2 separate regions of the Mus musculus genome follow, and region 1 is linked to region 2. A link is a contact called in public HiChIP or PLAC-seq data. All regions are on one chromosome and are shown on one strand. The core of a region is the stretch at or near the end of the contact, and the rest is flanking DNA. Distances in the headings are between cores, read along the strand shown. Region 1 has its middle 36 kb from the start of Ppp1r21. Region 2 overlaps Gm31615 (a long non-coding RNA gene).

Evidence for each region. HiChIP or PLAC-seq counts read pairs in DNA pulled down with a chosen protein or histone mark.
Region 1: an H3K4me3 HiChIP or PLAC-seq map of embryonic basal ganglia shows a contact between it and region 2, with 3 times the contacts expected there. The contact joins two enhancer-like sites. A contact is called at or near these places in 1 of 15 datasets of contacts at CTCF or cohesin (the NIH/3T3 cell line), 19 of 484 Hi-C or Micro-C datasets (B cells, the C2C12 cell line, LSK cells and 10 more) and 8 of 115 datasets of contacts at active chromatin or transcription factors (bone marrow-derived macrophages, embryonic basal ganglia, embryonic forebrain and 3 more).

What each region holds. Positions count from the first base shown.
Region 1 is chr17:88,492,719-88,495,715 of GRCm38.p6, forward strand. No RefSeq gene overlaps it. Among named protein-coding and RNA genes, the nearest start is that of Ppp1r21, 36 kb to the right of the region's middle. Within about 2 kb of position 1,558, at least 75 of the 459 cell types and tissues checked have an H3K27ac peak or open chromatin away from gene starts, as enhancers often do. A contact at or near this core is called in cortical glia, cortical neurons, embryonic basal ganglia and 2 more, where this site is marked.
Region 2 is chr17:88,273,087-88,275,982 of GRCm38.p6, forward strand. All of the region lies in intron 3 of Gm31615 (a long non-coding RNA gene), which reads right to left. Among named protein-coding and RNA genes, the nearest start is that of 1700116H05Rik, 33 kb to the right of the region's middle. Within about 2 kb of position 1,450, at least 130 of the 459 cell types and tissues checked have an H3K27ac peak or open chromatin away from gene starts, as enhancers often do. A contact at or near this core is called in cortical glia, cortical neurons, embryonic basal ganglia and 2 more, where this site is marked.

The DNA of each region.
Region 1 (2,997 bases), core at 308-2,807, 220 kb after region 2:
GTCAGATAGATGCCTTAGCATGGGAGGTAAGGATGGTTGTGAGCCACTTCCTCTCTCTGGTCCTGGGAACTGAAGCCTCGTCTTCTGGGAGAGAGCAGGTGTTCTTAACCTCTGCGCCATCTTTCCAGTCCCTGTCTTCATTTTTTCTAAGACTTGTTATTTCTGTATGTGTATTCTTCTCTACACAGATGTGCATATGGCTGCTCACTGCAGGGCAGGAGAGGGCTTTGGACCCTTGGAATGAGTTACCTGGTGTTTTGTGAGCTAGGAGCTGGCAAGTAAACCAGGGACCTCAGACAGCAGTAGGTGGTGTTAACTGCCAAGACCTCTCTCCATCTCCCAATCTGAATGACTTTTTGAGGGTTAGGGAGGGTTGTTTGGGTCGTTCTATTGTTTGATCGTTTTTTGGTTTGGTCTGGTTTGGTTTTTCAAGACCTAATGTTTCTGTGTAGTCCTCGCTGTCTTGGAACCCACTCTGTAGACCAGGCTGGCCTCTAACTCACAGAGATCCTCCTGCCTCTGCCTTCAGAGCACTGAGATAAAAGGAATGCAGCACAGCTACCTGCGATCTGATTTTTAAAGGAAATTTTATGAATTTTTTTCCTAAAAATGCTTGATAATTCTAAGTATATTCCTGTGTCCTGGCTTCTGTGTAAATGCTCTTTCCCTGGTTTTAGATGAATGTCCTCAGGACTAGCTTTAATTCTCATTAAGAACAAGCTGGTTATTCAAGCAAGAAATAGTGATGTTCAGCTACTTACAGCCAGCTTTGGGTAGAGCGGAGTGTCGTCCTCTCGGGTTTCAACCGACAACATGCACTTCATTATTCGTGGATGTTATAATCGGGACTGTAGAGAATATATCATACCCACCCCCACCCCTCCGCCCCGTGTCTCTGTCTCTGTCTCTCTAGTTGCTTACAAAACGGAATTTGTTCTCTTCAGTTTCCCATGGGGGTCTGCCTTTGTTACAGCTCAACTAAGCTTCCTATGGAGTTGTCGCTTCTGAAATAGAGCATTAATTGGAAGCAATTATCCAATTATACCAGCAGTGACAATGCTGTATACTAAATATTTACCAAGAAGAGAGAGCGTTTAACTTAGGACTTAATTCAGCAGCCAAGCACAATGAGGCTGCAAGAAACCCTGCAATCGCACAGTGTCTTCAGTAGCTGAAATACGCGTGTGTTTGGTGTACCTGGTGTGAGTTGCAGAATAAAATAAGGAGTGTAAGGCTCGGTTCTCAGAGCAGCACCAACATTCGAGATGTCATATGCAGAAGTAATCAAAGAGCTGTGTTTCTTATCTAAACAGTGTGAGATGTGTCCAACTGCTTGGTTTTAGAAGTAGGTAGGTCTTTCACTTTAATCACTATTTTTCCCTGGCGTTCCTCCTTAGATGCCTCCTGTGTGTGCCCTGAGCTGTATTCTGAAGCCAGCCTTGAGGTGGATGCTTCGGAAGCACTTTAGACACTTCTCACATAAGCACCGAGGAGAGCTGCCTCTCACAGGACTCTGCGCTGCGCCCCAGGGCTGCGATAATGAGCTGCAGGCAGTCATTTGCTGCCTGTGATCTGCAGCTCCCCGAGTGCTGGCCAAGGCCTTGGCAGGGACCGTGTTGGCTGGGCTACTAGCATTGATTAAATGGGTGTAAAGAGAATCCACATGATCTTAAGGAATATTTTTATGGGCAAAAATCCATCAGCAACACCTACAACACTAACACTCCGAGAAATGTCCATTTGAGAGGAGAATGCCCAAGCGTGTGTTAGCTCAGTGTGAAAGACACTAAAACAAAGGAATCTGAACGTGCTGCCACCAGCTCGTGGGTCATCTGATTGGGGTTGTCTTGACAAAGCAATGCATTTCTTCTGCTATGATGTCACCTTTGTCCAATCATAACCTCCTTTATGAGAGGAGAGGATAACTCTGGAGACAAGGTGAATGACAGCAGGGAGCCGCGCAGCAGTCACTAGGCAACAAGAACCAGCCTTCAGTGAATGAGAATTCTAAAGCGTTTAACCCTTATGCTGGCTGATGCTGGACTGGTGGGAACCTCAGCACAGAAGCCAGTAGGAAATGCGACTGTCTGTCCGTCTCCAAGAAACAAAGGGGGTGGTGGTGTGGGATTCCCTCCTCGGTCTGAGACGGTTAGGACCTCCTTGATGTTTTCTCATAGCTCTTCCTTCGGTTGTTCTGCCTAAGCAGGCTGCACGGATCACAAAAGGCATGTCACAAAGGGGAATGTCTCTGAGGTCAGCCCGCACCCCCTCAGTGTAGGCTACGGTTATGGCAGTGTGGAGACAGATGGATGTCTGTCCAGTGCACTGCTTGCTTCATGAGGTACGCTGAGCAGTTTGTCCACCTGGGACAGGTGCTCTTCTTCCTCGCTTGCACAGAATTGCTGCCTGGACATGTGGGGTGAAGCCCACAAGAAAGCACTCACTCTCTCTCTCTCTCTCTCTCTCACTAACTAAACAAAAGTTCTACAAAATTGCCCCTCCTCCTTCCTGAATTTAGCACATGGCTAGACAGGTCCAGAGTGAACTACTCATCTTGTTTTCAAACTGGGGTCCTAGAATCCCCTTATTCAGATGGTTTTGGTTAGGGTTTGAACGTGCAGTGGTGAGGTTTCCCTTGAAACTGGGCTCTTACATTGTTATTGTTATTATTGTTCATTTGAGGGCCCTTGTCCTTTAACTTTATTTTCTTCCCATTCGCATTTACATAGTATGGTGATGATCTCTTTAAGAGAACTCCTCTGTGTTTTGTTGTTGTTGTTTTTTTCCCCAGATCATAAACTGACCAGTGAGTGCTGCTGTGAGGTAGAACCCTAGAGAACAGGGCTCATCCTATTTTCTGTAACAACCTGGTCTACCTACTCACCTACCCGGCATAAGCATAGGCCTGTGTGCGTGAATGAGACAATCAGCTGATTAACTAATTTAATTCATGGTGTTCTGTCCAGAGATATCTAATAGAAGACAGATGAGTAGCAT
Region 2 (2,896 bases), core at 200-2,699:
ACTCGATATGGAGGCTTTAAAATTGGACTAAGTGTATTTTGCATTAGGCTATGGCTAGATATGCACCCCCTACACCCCCAAAAGACTCATGTGTTTGAACAAGCCAATGGGGGCCAGGGAGTAGAATGTGGTGGTTTAAATGTTTTGGCAATGGGGAGTGGCACTATTAGGAGGTGTGGCTGTATTGGAGGAAGTGTGTCACTGTGGGGGTGGGCTTTGAGGGCTCCTTTGCTCAGGCTCTGCCCAGTGAGGAAGAGACTCATGGCTACCTACAAAAGAGACAATCTCCTTCTGGCTACCCTTGGAATAAGATGTAGAACTCTTGGCTCTTCCAGCACTATGTCTGCCTGCACACTGCCATGCTTCCCACCATGATAATAATGGACCAAACCTCTGAAACTATAAGCCAGCCCCAGTTAAATGTTGTCCTTTGTAAGAGTCGCCTTGAACACGTGTCTTCACAGCAATAAAATCCAAACTAAGCAAGTGAGGGCTAGAAGGTGAAACATCCCAGGGCACCACAGCTACTTGATGAGGATAAAGCCCAGCTGGACTACATGAGACTGCCTCAAAAACAAAAAGCAAATGCCAGAGGGAGCACCGAGGGAGCACGGAGGATGGGGGGACTCAGCACTCAGTGTCTTTGCTACTCACTAAGCAGAAGCAGGCAGGGGCTTAGACGCTGGGCTATTGGATCTGAATCTGTGAACTTGGGGAGGTAGGAAAGAGGATGGGATTTGGGTCCTCGAAGCTTAAACTGGCCTCAAACCCTTATGTATCGAAGACTGGCCTTGAACTCTTGAACTCGGTGTCCAAATTACCGGGATTACAGGCCTGCGCTACCATTAGAAAATGGGCACAGGGTGCAGGAAAAATGGCCCAGCATTTTGTTGGGGAGCTGGAGTGTAAGGTGGTTAGAAGGGCTCTGCAATGCTTCCTTCTTTTGCTCTCCTGAAACGATGCCTTCTATGGCCTGGAAGTGACTAAATCCATCTTTGTTCTAAGAATTTGAATTGTTTACTCTTAAAGGAAAGTGGAAAACTGCCAAAGTTATGGACGTCCTTCATGCGCTGTGTCTGCTTTGTGCAGCGCATTTCAGACAAGAGACGAGGTTGCACACAGAAGGTAAGATTGCTTAAGTAAGCATAGTGTAGGCTGGGGTGTAGCCTAGTGGTTAGAGCGCCTGCCTTCCATGCTCAAGGTTCTAGGTTCCAGGCTCTAAAGTTATCAGAAGTGCCCTTGGCAAGCAGACAGTGTCACCAGTCAGAACCTGGTTTTGTTCCTAGACTTGTCTCCAGGCCGAACCAAGTTGGAGACTCTGTGTGTGTGTGTGTGTGTGTGTGTGTGTGTGTGTGTTTTGGGGGGAGGGGCACGAGGCGGGGAGGGAGGCTGGTTCCAGCCAGTCGTGGAGTCTGCATCCGGAACACGATTGTTTCCTTTGTGACGTACTATTAGTTTCAGTTTGCTTCTAGCATGTATTTTGGGTATTTTCCCAGTGGTTTCAGTGAGGAGTCTCCTGTCTCAGGGGTGGAAAAACAATACAAAACAAAAAAAAAAAAAAAAAAAGAAAATGAATTCGGCAAAATCACAGAAGAATCCAAGCTTGGTAGTGGGCCCTTCGCTATAAACACAATTTTAAAAAAGAACAAAACAAAACAAGTGCTTTGGTTTCTTTCTCTCCCAGAAAAAAAAAAGTGGTTACTTACACACACACACACACACACACACACACACCACAGAAGGATAGGGTGGGCTGTTCAGAACAAGATGTTTCATAGTCCATTTGTTTTAGACAAAAACTCGGAGGCTCTGGAGAAAATAAACTGCACATAAATAGGAGAAAACAGACTGCATCTTGTTGTTATGGCAACGCCCTACTTATATCACATTAAGCTGATTCATGTCTTTCCCCCCTCCCTGTTAATAAATTATAGTGGCTGATGAGAATTAAGCTGGCTGGAAGAACTGGCATGGGCAAGATGCATATTAATTTGTCCTCTGATAATGGGTGTCCCATACTTTCTTTTTTTTTTTAAAGAGGATAACTCTATTGAAGAGGGTATTTTAACATGACTCTATCACCCTTCACCAGCAGTGTGTGAATGCCTCAGAATGAGGTACTGGCTGCTTCCTGACTGTTCCTGGCTAATTGCTCCCAAGGAGCAGAGCCTGTAAACCTCCCCGTTGCTGTGTCTCTTGCCCAGCCTGCATTCCAATGTCTGGGACGTTCACACCGTCTCTCTTTTTCAGCTACTTTAATCCATATAATATACATTGGAATTCACACACATACACGCACACAGACACAATTGCAAAATGCAAATAAAAGGAAAACTGAAACCATACACCTCACTCAATAGGTAACCATTAGAAAATGGGCACAGGGTGCTGGAAAAATGGCCCAGCAGTTAGCTTTCAGAAGTCGTGAGTTCGGTTCCAGGCAGCCACACAGAGTGGCTCAGACCAAAGGGTCAATAGCTCCAGCTTCAAGGGCTCAGATGTCCCCTTCTGGCTTCCAAAGGCAGCTGCACATATTTGGTGTTCACACACATCACACATAAATAAAAATATTAAAAATAAATTCTCAGGGCATCATCGTGAGTGAGGTAACCCAATCACAAAAGAACTCACATGATAAGCATTCACTGATAAGTGGATATTAGCCCAGAAACATAGAACACCCAAGATACAATTTCCAAAACACATGAAACTCAAGAAGAACGAAGACCAAAGTGTGGATACTTTGCTCCTTCTTAGAAGGGGGAACAAAATACCCATGGAAGGAGTTACAGAGACAAAGTTTGGAGCTGAGACGAAAGGATGGACCATCCAGAGAGTGCCCTACCTGGGGGTCCATTCCATAATCATTCACGAAACGCAGACACTATTGCATAAG